Regions from separate parts of the Mus musculus genome. Here region 2 is linked to region 1. A link is a contact called in public HiChIP or PLAC-seq data. All regions are on one chromosome and are shown on one strand. The core of a region is the stretch at or near the end of the contact, and the rest is flanking DNA. Distances in the headings are between cores, read along the strand shown.

Evidence for each region. HiChIP or PLAC-seq counts read pairs in DNA pulled down with a chosen protein or histone mark.
Region 2: a FOXA1 HiChIP or PLAC-seq map of pancreatic cancer cells shows a contact between it and region 1. The contact joins two enhancer-like sites.

What each region holds. Positions count from the first base shown.
Region 1 is chr2:167,706,155-167,711,071 of GRCm38.p6, reverse strand. No RefSeq gene overlaps it. Among named protein-coding and RNA genes, the nearest start is that of Gm38464, 17 kb to the left of the region's middle. Within about 2 kb of position 2,476, at least 32 of the 459 cell types and tissues checked have an H3K27ac peak or open chromatin away from gene starts, as enhancers often do. A contact at or near this core is called in pancreatic cancer cells, where this site is marked.
Region 2 is chr2:168,112,539-168,117,455 of GRCm38.p6, reverse strand. No RefSeq gene overlaps it. Among named protein-coding and RNA genes, the nearest start is that of Gm46787, 30 kb to the left of the region's middle. Within about 2 kb of position 2,330, at least 104 of the 459 cell types and tissues checked have an H3K27ac peak or open chromatin away from gene starts, as enhancers often do. A contact at or near this core is called in pancreatic cancer cells, where this site is marked.

The DNA.
Region 1 (4,917 bases), core at 1,227-3,726:
AAGCCTGGTTGGCTTCAGGGTGACTTTAAAGACAACTCAGAACACGCAGGGTAAGGGCTGGATCCTGCCTGAACACCAGGCAAGCTGGAGCCACCATTACCCAAGGGTGACAGGTGGTGGAGGACCTGACATCCAGCCCATCACCTCCCACTCCCCAAAAGCCCCCTTCAGATCCATCTAGCCTCCTGGAGGGAGAAGGAGAAGCTGGCCCCACCCAAGCCTCCAGGCGGGAAAGGGGCAACGGACTGGCCACAGGATGGCACAATGCCTAATGATTTCCTTGCTTTATCAACAGTGGGGAGAGAGAAAGGGCTTTCGCAACCACCCCAGCGGGTGACCACAGCTAACAAGAGGCCTCAGGAACATCAGGACAGGTCACAAGTGTCTCTTTAAACGGTAGAGACTATGATTCTGAGCATCCATCCAGGATCGAGCTTTCATGGGAGACACCCAGCCTCAGCACCTCCAGTCTTCAGTTTGCCTTGAAGGCACATCAGGGAGAAGCAGGGAGGATCAGGGGTCAAGTTCATGCTCGGCTACCTAAAACCCTGTCTCAAAAACAAACAAATACTCATGGGCAAGCGGATGGATACTCAGCAAAAAGACAAATGCACAGGCAGCCCAGAGCTTGGCGGAGCAAGGACTTGGACCCAGACCACCCTGTCCCCAGCTTGCTCTCTTCCCAGGAGACCACAGATGTCTCTAAAGCCATTTCTGCCTCTATAACGTGGGAATGACAACAAAACTGGTGCCCCCTCCCCCTCCCAGGGCTGGCCCCACATCTGGGGAGCACACAGGCCCCAGTAGCTGTGGTTATTAAGTAGGGTGGCTCTTGTGGAACACAGAGCTGCAGTCTGTACCCTGGACACCCAGAGCTCCTCCCAGCAGTGGTGGAACACACACCCGATACTCTGCCCAGACAGGTCCCTCCCTCCCCAGCCTGCTATAACCTGAGCACCAGCCTCCTCCTTCTCTCCGAGGTCGTGGTCTGCACCCCCACCCCAACATTGCACAAGGATGAATACACGTCACAGATGTCATAGGACCCGTGGTCACTTCAGAGTGCAGTGTCTGAGGATAGTCCTGTGAAAGTGCCATTACTGGAGGTGCGGGGTTGGGGGACAGGTGACAGCATGGGATGCCTAGCTCACTAGGCCTTCTCACTAGGCCTTCTGCCTTGCTCCCCTCCAGGGCCCTTCTGTTCTCCATCCCTGGCACTCATTGGGGGTTTTTCGGTTTTTTTATTTTGTTTTTTTTTTCTTTTGCTTTGTTTTTAGTTTTGTTTTTTGGTGTTTTGTTTTGTTTTGTTTGTTTTGAGAACAGGGTTTCTCTGTGTAGCGCTGGCTGTCCTGGAACTAGCTCTATAGACCAGGCTAGCCTCAAACTTAACAAAGATCTGACTGCTTCTGCCTCACAAGTACTGGGATTAAGACATGGGACACTCCCTGGCTGCTTTCTTCAGTCTTAAGTGGGTATCTGAGCACCTTTCCCTGCCTTGGCCTTGACCGCATGTGGAAGAGATGGCAAGTGCTTCGGCAGCCATGGTGGCACCGTGAGGATCCAGGCTGGTGGTGGATGGGAGAACCAGTGACCTTGCTCCCAACCTCCAACTCATTCTGTTATGTCTTTATTCAGTCATTCAACAAACATTTATTGAGCATGTACTGTGCACCAAGCCTTGCAGTGTGCACTGGGAACACTCCAAGAAAGCAGTCAGCAGGATTCCTGCTTTGCATCCTGGGGTGTGGAACAATGTCAGCTAAGGAGTCTTTTGTGACAACGGTGGGTGGGGGATCCAGAGGCCTACAAGGACTAAACCAGGGAGCACCTAGAAAGTCTCCCCCTGGGGATGGGTCTGTTCAAGTTTACAGCAGCAGAGTCTAAGCCACGGGCTGTGCTGACAGAATGGGGCTCAGCTGCCACCAGGCTTCTGAGACCTCACGACCCAGGAGCTTGTCAGAGAGTGAACAGCTGGCCCTGACATCCTCCCTGCTCCCAGGTGACAGGGCTCCTGTCCTCAGAGGTCTTCTCTCACAGCCCCTAGAGGTGGGCCCAGGGGCCTAAGAAAGAGTCCGGTGGTCTGCTACTAGAGGGTCTCCCCATCAGCAAGGCAAGCTAGGGAAAGAGGAGGGAGAAAGCACGCCAAGTGGAGGAGGCAGCCTTGCAAACACCCTGAGGCTAGCAGGTGTCCCTGGAAGAACCCAGGCAGCCTCAGCTGGAGACAGGGGGCAAGTGTGGGGGGGAGGGGACAGGAAAGGTAGCCTGGGAAGGGGAGGGAGGAGGAGGAGGAGTCGCCCACTCGTGTCACGGCATCTACAGGTTGTAAGATTAATCTTTAAGGCAGTAGGAGCCACGGGAAGCTCTGGAGCACAGAAAGTTGTGATGCGGTTCTTGTTTCATCAGGCACACAGAGAATAGAAAGAGAGGGCTGGGAGCAAGGGAGTCGCTGGAGGCCAGAGGACTCATGGGTGATTCACTCAGAGCTGCACTAGTTGTGGCAGAGGTCGGGGTGGAGACGGGGTGAGCCGGGAACTCAGCATGGCTGGAGGCTCTGACTGCTGCGCGTGCGCCTGGGGAGCGGGCCCACTCCTCACGTCCCAGAGAGAGAAACTTTAGGACAGGCTCATGTAGCCCAGGCTGGCCTAGAACCTAGTGTGACCAAGGATGACCCTGAAGTCCCACCTCCGCCTGAGTACGGGGATTACAGGCGTGCACTACCACACCTGGTTTATGGAGCACTGAGGACCAAGCCCAGGGTTTGCCACATGCACGCTACCAAGTGAGCCACAGCCCCAGAAACTCTTGATACTTCACGGGATGTAAATGAAGGAGTCATGGTGGATCAGAAAGGGCTTAAGCCTCCTCACCCCTCACCCTCACCCTTCATCCCTCATCCCTCACCTTCATCCCTTACCCTCAGCCCTCATCTCTCACTCTCACCCTCCACCCTCTCCTTCAACTCTCACCTCCATTCCTCACCTTCATCCCTCACCCTCATCCCTCATCTTCATCTCTCACCCTCACCCCTCATCCCTCATCCCTCACCCTCACTCCTCACCTTCATCCCTCACCCTCACTCCTCACCCTCATCCCTCACCCTCATCCTTCATCTTCATCTCTCACCCTCACCCCTCACTCCTCATCCTCATCCCTCACCTTCATCCCTCATCCCTCACTCTCACTCCTCACCCTCATCCCTCACCCTCACTCCTCACCTTCATCTCTCACCCTCACCCCTCATCCCTCACCTTCATCCCTCACCCTCATCCCTCATCCCTCACCCTCACTCCTCACCTTCATCTCTCACCCTCACCCCACATCCCTCACCCCTCATCCCTCACCTTCATCCCTCACCCTCATCCCTCATCCCTCACCCTCACCCTCACCCCTCACCCTCACTCCTCACCCTCATCCCTCATCTTCATCTCTCACCCTCACCCCTCACTCCTCACCCTCATCCCTCACCTTCATCCCTCATCCCTCACTCTCACTCCTCACCCTCATCCCTCACCCTCACTCCTCACCTTCATCTCTCACCCTCACCCCTCATCCCTCACCTTCATCCCTCACCCTCACTCCTCACCCTCATCCCTCATCCCCACCTTCATCCCTCATCCTCACTCCTCACCCTCATCCCTCACCCTCACTCCTCACCCTCATCCCTCACCCTCACTCCTCACCCTCATCCTTCATCCCTCATCCTCACTCCTCACCCTCATCCCTCACCCCTCACTCCTAACCCCTCACCCCTAACCTCTCACTCCTGCTGCAGTGGGCCCTGGTCACTTTAACTCTCCAGCAATAGTCAGGCCTGGCAATAGACAACCCTAATCCCAGCTTCTCAGGAGGCTGAGGCAGGGGGGACAATCGAGCAGAAGCTGGGTCCCGTGAGACCCTGTCTTTAAAAGAGACTGAGAAAGTAAAGTAGGAGAGTAAAAGTAAAATTGGGGAAAAAAAGAGCCAACAGCCAGGCCTGATGGTATAGACCTGGGATCCCAGCCCAGGTGCAGGCAAAACCAAGAATTCAAGGTCATCCCTCGATATGTAGTGAGTTCAAGGTCAGCCTGGGCTAAACAAAACCAACAACACTCATAAGAGAGCAGAGGGCGCTGAGCTCGGGGAGGAGAGAGCCTGGACAGCCCGAGGAGTCTGAGGAGTGTGGGCCTCTCTGAGTCCTCGTGGGGACTTTGAGCTGAAGGATGCGCGGGCTGCACTCACAGGTGCAAAGGTCCTGTGGTGGGTCAGATTCAGAAGGTTCAGGAAATAGCAGGAGGTCAAGCCAGCTGCGGTGGTAAATCACAGGCAGGAGGATTGCCTTGAGTTCAAGGCCTGCTGGCCAGAAGTGATTACAAGGCCAACCATGGCAATGTGGAAAGACCCAGTCTCAGAAAAGGCAAAAGAGGAGGCCAGGAAGAAAGGCCAGAGCTGGAGGCCCAACTCAAGGCCCCGGGCAAAGGGGAGGTCAGTTTACAGCTTGGGAAGCCATGGGAGGCTTTAGGAAGGAGCTGAGAAGAGCTGTCAAGGGGGTGTGGGGGCTCTGGGACAAAGTGGTATGTCTGTCCTGACACACAAGGCCCTGGGAGTCCAAGACGTGATGGACCTATTCGCCTGCACCTGGACCTCCTAGAGAACATTCCAGACTGTGATTACCTCAGTGCTGAGGCCTTCCCAGTTGCCCTCTAACGAGGCCCCCTGGAGAGGCAGCCACAGCTCCAGGAGGACAAAAAGACAGGGAGTGGCTGGTGACTGGAGGGCCAGGCCCGTGCCACCTGGGTCCCCACATATGGACGCCTGTTCCATTCCCAGTGGGCATGTGGTACCTAGCCTGCCCTCACCCTACACAGCTCAGCTGCTGTCCCCCTAGCTAACTCTGCCTTTCTCTCTGTTTCTCTGTCCCTGTCCCCCAGCCCACCTGAC
Region 2 (4,917 bases), core at 1,081-3,580, 410 kb before region 1:
TGCTCACCGGCTCAAGCTGATCGGCGTCCAGAAGGATGCCCTGCCCTGACCTGGTGCCATAGCCCGGAGGTCGGCCTGGCGGAGGCGGAGCAGGTGCGGTCGCTGGGCCGGCCGCCGGCCGAGCGAGCAGCGCCGCCCAGTGGCAGCACCGCGCTCTGCAGCGGCCACAACGCGGGAAGCTCGGGTGCTGCGCTCTCGCGTTGCATCCCCAACAGCCTAGGAGAGCGGCTGTAAACCAGCTCTGGCTGCAGGTTAAAAACCCACAGGGAGGTTTTTAATCAGACCGGGTGCTGTGCCTCACAGCACTTCCCAGATAGAAGCAGGAGGATCAAGAGTCGTTATCCTTAGTTACATAGTGGGTTAGGTTCGACACCACCCTGGGCTACAGGAGATCTTGGAAAGCCTTGAGGAGGGGTAGGTAGCTCATCTCTTCCTCTCCAAGTCAGATTTTTATTTGTTTTACAGTTATTTGTGTGTGTGTGTGCGCGCGTGTCCGTCTTCACAGCTTTTAAAATAAGCTCCAACCCCATCCTACAAAATAAAATGGCTCAGAGAGGAAAGGTGTTGCAGGTCGAGTCTGAGGACCTGAAATAGACCCCCCATGACCCTTGAGTGGACGCAGAGAACTGACTCCTTGAGGTTGTCCTCTGAGCTCTATACACCTGTGCTGGCACATGTGGCCTACACACATGTACACACACACTAATTAGTAAACGTGACACACATAAAAATATAACATATTTGGGAAAGCTGTGGGGACGGGCAGGGTGGGGCAAAGATGGGATTCTGGGACTCTGGTGAAGTGAGTGGGCTAGACTTAGTGGCTCCCAAAAAGAAAGACAGGGGGTGCGGGGGGGGGCAAAGGGAGAGAGAGAGAGAGAGAGAGAGAGAGAGAATGAATATGAATGAATAGGTGATAAATTTGACACACCCAGGCTGGGAGGCTCACCCAAATTCTGCAGTGCCTGGGCCAAGGAGGAGGCCCTCCTTCCAATACAAACGGGGAAGCTCAAAGGGGAGAGGACCAGACCATAGTCTAGTTTTGAATTTCTAGCTGATGCCTTTTAAAATATTATGTTTATTTTTAAACGGGCTGGTCTTAGGGTTGGAAATAAATACCCACCACCCTGATCCTTCCCTGCTGTGTGTGTGAGTTCATCTTCTATCTGACAACCCTCCAGAGCAATCTAAACTGGCTCCATCTGGCTTTTGCGTGCCCTGGGGCTGCTGGCTCCCCACTTCTGGAAGTGTGACTGATTTTCCACATCCATCCAGACTCTCCAGCTCTCTGCCCAGCATCTTCTGGGAAATTCTTGGCAGTGCCTTGGGTACCAGGCACTTAGAAAGGGAATCCACTGAGACCACACATGGCCATCCATCCATCCATCCATTCATCCATCATAGCTATGACATGTCTAGTTCTGAGTTCTTTCACGAGTCACCCCCACCCCCACCCCCCTCTAGCAAGCCTGCCAGGGCTGGGAACTGCTGGAAGAGCCCAGGCTGGCCTTGGTTGGCCAGCAGCACTGAGTGGCAAAAGCCACTGGGTGGACAACCAGAAGAAAGGCTAGGGGAGGTGAGCGAGGGCTGAGGCTTGGCAGGGTGTCCCATGGTCACCAGGCGCTGCCTATACTGCGTTGGTTCAGCTGTAGCCTGGCCATGAGGCCTAGGAAAGGCGGGAACTGGATTGAAGTTTCATTCAGCAAGGTGGTAATTTGGGGGTGAGAGAGGAAGTTGGGGAGAGTGCACTAAAGGTTTGGATATCTGGAAGGCCAGTTTCTTTGAAGTTCGTTATAACCAAACTTTAAGAGTACTTTTGGGAGGGAGAGGCGGGAGGATCAAGGTTTGAGGTGATTCCCTGGTACCTGTATGTTTGAAGTTAGCCCGGGCTAGGCTTAGGGAAATTGTCAATTTCTGGAGAAGTTGTCACACTCTAAAGGATCTGGGAAGCCAGAAATCACTGTGTTTCTGGAATCCCGTGTCCCAACCCACTTTTTGAACTGGGGACCCAGGAGAAATGGGGAGCTGTCCTGCCCTTTTTCTACCAAGTCAGTCACTAATTGGTTTTGACACACCCCCACTCAGGGCTTCACCTGGTGAAGGTCCTAAGCCAAGGACCCTGCCCAAGGCCGCAGGAAAGATTTTAAACAAAGAGCTGAATTCGCACAGGGTCTAGCCTCTTAGAGGACTCAAGGCTATGGTCCCCAGGTTCTACCCCAAGTGGTCCTGGAAAGGCCTGGAATGCGCTGCTAGCCAGAGGCCTGGAATGCAGCCTGCAGAGGCCGCACCCTGCCCAAACCAGTTTGAACCAGCTGCGGGAAGAAGCCAGTCCAGTCCCTTGGAGCTCCCTCTGGCGCCCAAGCTGTCTTAGAACTGCAGCCGGTTTTAGACTAGGTCTCTGTGGGTGGGGGCGGGGCCCCAGCAAGGCCTGGAGATGGGAGTGGGGGTGGGGTGGTGATAAGTGGGGTGTGTGTAGGGGGGAGTTGGGGGTGCCTGCCCAGCCTCTGCCCAGCGTGGAGACTCCCGGGAACCCTGAGCTGGGCCCCAGGTCACGTCCTTCCATTCCCGCATCTTTGGGCTTCACCTCATGGCACACAGTGGTCGATCTGCCTTTCAGCATCCAGGCCTAAGCCCTGCCTGCGGTGGTGCAGGACAGTTATGCCCCCGGTTTAGGTGGAGGCAGGAGAATCGGAGATTCAAGGACGTTCTAGGGTACATATCAAGTTTGAGGCCTTGATACATATATGATCCTATTTCAAAGAGAGGAGAAACACACAAATTGTGAACACAGTGAAAATTCTTTTTTTATGTGTGTATTTAAACTTTCATTGGATTTACGTATTGTTGGGGGAGGGGAGGAGTGTGTGTGTGTACGTACACGTGTGAAAATCAGGACATTTTTGTGTGGGGAGGGTGTCCATTCTCTCCTTCCATCATGTAATTCCCAGGAATTGTTGGCTACAGACCTTGTTCAGGTGGAATCCTGACACTGTGAGTTAGTTGCTGTGGGATGTGGCCTTAGCTTTGAGTTTTGGATGACACTGGAGTTAGTCCCTTGTGCCAGGTTCTGGGCTTGCTCAGCTGTGGCACTTCTAGGCTCTGCAAGTGTCATCACGTTGGTGGCCCAAGTGTGTGTCACTGTGTGCCGGGCACTATTCCCAGATTGCTGGGTTCCCATCACACCAGCGTGAACATCAGCCCTGCAATGTCTCCATTGAATGGAGGTGGAAACAGGCCTGGAGAGATTGAGCATTGTGGTCATCTTCATAGCTAATCAGTGAGAGTGTGTAGAAGCCAGGAATGGTGGCACACACATTTAAACCCAGCACTCAGGGGGCAGAGGCAGGTGGATTTCTGTAAGTTTGGGGCTAGCCTTGTCTACAAAGCAAGTCCAGGATAGTCAGGAGTATATAGAGAAACCTTGTTTGGGGAAAGAAAAGGAAACAAGAAAAGAAAAGATCATATAGAGGATGGGCAGTTAACTGCAAGGGCTCCATGCAGCCACAGGGAGGAGGGACGACATCACCAAAGGGTCCCCTCCCCCACAGGCTCATGAACACTTTGTTCTCCAGTTGGTGGCACTGTGGTGGGAGCTATGGAACCTTTAGGAGGCACAGCCCTGCTGGAGGAAGTTTATCAGTTGGCGTGGATTTTGAGGGGTACAGTCTCACCCCGCTTCCAGTTTGCTCTTCCTGTTTCCTGTGTGCAGTTGAGACTCGATCTCTAAGCTCTGGCCTCCTATGGCCACTGCGACCCACCCTCTGGAAGAAAGGCAAACCCTTCCCTCTTCCTTAAGTGGCTTTGGTCATGGTGTTTTACCACAGCAACAGAAAAGTATCCCACATACCAGGCTGAGGCAGTTTAGTGACTCAGCAGCTGGTTTGGGGGTGCCTAGGTGCCTACTTGAAACCCTAGTAAACTCATTGCCTAAGCTGGACATAGGCAGAATGGCGGCTCTGGCTGGCTGACGGTGGTGCCCTGTCTGGAGTGAACAGGAATTTATTCGTTTCTCTCCAGGCAAATTCACACAGCCGGGCCCTTGATGGCTATCACACATGCTCACCGGGTGCCGGTCACAGGGTGAGCCGGCACGTGCCCATACCACATGGATAGTTTTTCTGAACAAAACATGAATAGCTCTCCTGTGTTGAGCTCAGTGAGGCCCCAGGAAGACCCGAGATCAAGGCTGGTGAGACCTCATAGGGTACTCTGAGGACTTGAACTGCTTACCCACAGTTCAAGAGAAATGGTCCCTGCAAGGTGACCTCTGACCTCTACGCTAGTGCTGTGGCATGATGTGCACACCCAAAATACATCCTCCCCCTCCCACTCCCACTCCTCCCTCCCCCTCCCCCTCCCTCCTCCTCCTCCTCCTCCTCCTCTTCTTCTTCTTCTTCTTCTTCTTCTTCTGTTTTTCGAGACAGGGTTTCTCTGTATAGCCTTGGCTGTCCTGGAACTCACTTTGTAGACTAGGCTGGCCTAGAACTCAGAAATCTGCCTGCCTCCCGAGTGCTGGGATTAAAGGCGTGCGCCACCACGCCCGGCTTCTTCCTATCCTTTTAAAAAGGAGCTGACATCAAATCAACTGTCTTCAGGCTCCGGGTCTCTCTCTCTCTCTCTCTCTCTCTCCACTTGCTGTTGTTTTTGTTTTTAAGGCATGGTTTCTCTAAGTCACTCTGTCTGAGCATTGGGACTGACGGTATTGGGACTGATGGTACGTACTACCCTGCCTAGTTAGCTCCTCTTGATCGTGGCAGGGAGCTTTGGAGGGAACTATTTCTGGTGGTCACCACACAGCAGGTAGTCTCAACCTATGTAGGTTCACATACCGGGTGCGCAGCTACCCTACGTGACCTTGGTAGAGTTGACTAACCTCTCTGTGCCTTATTTCCCTCATTAGTTAGTGCTGCAGTGTGG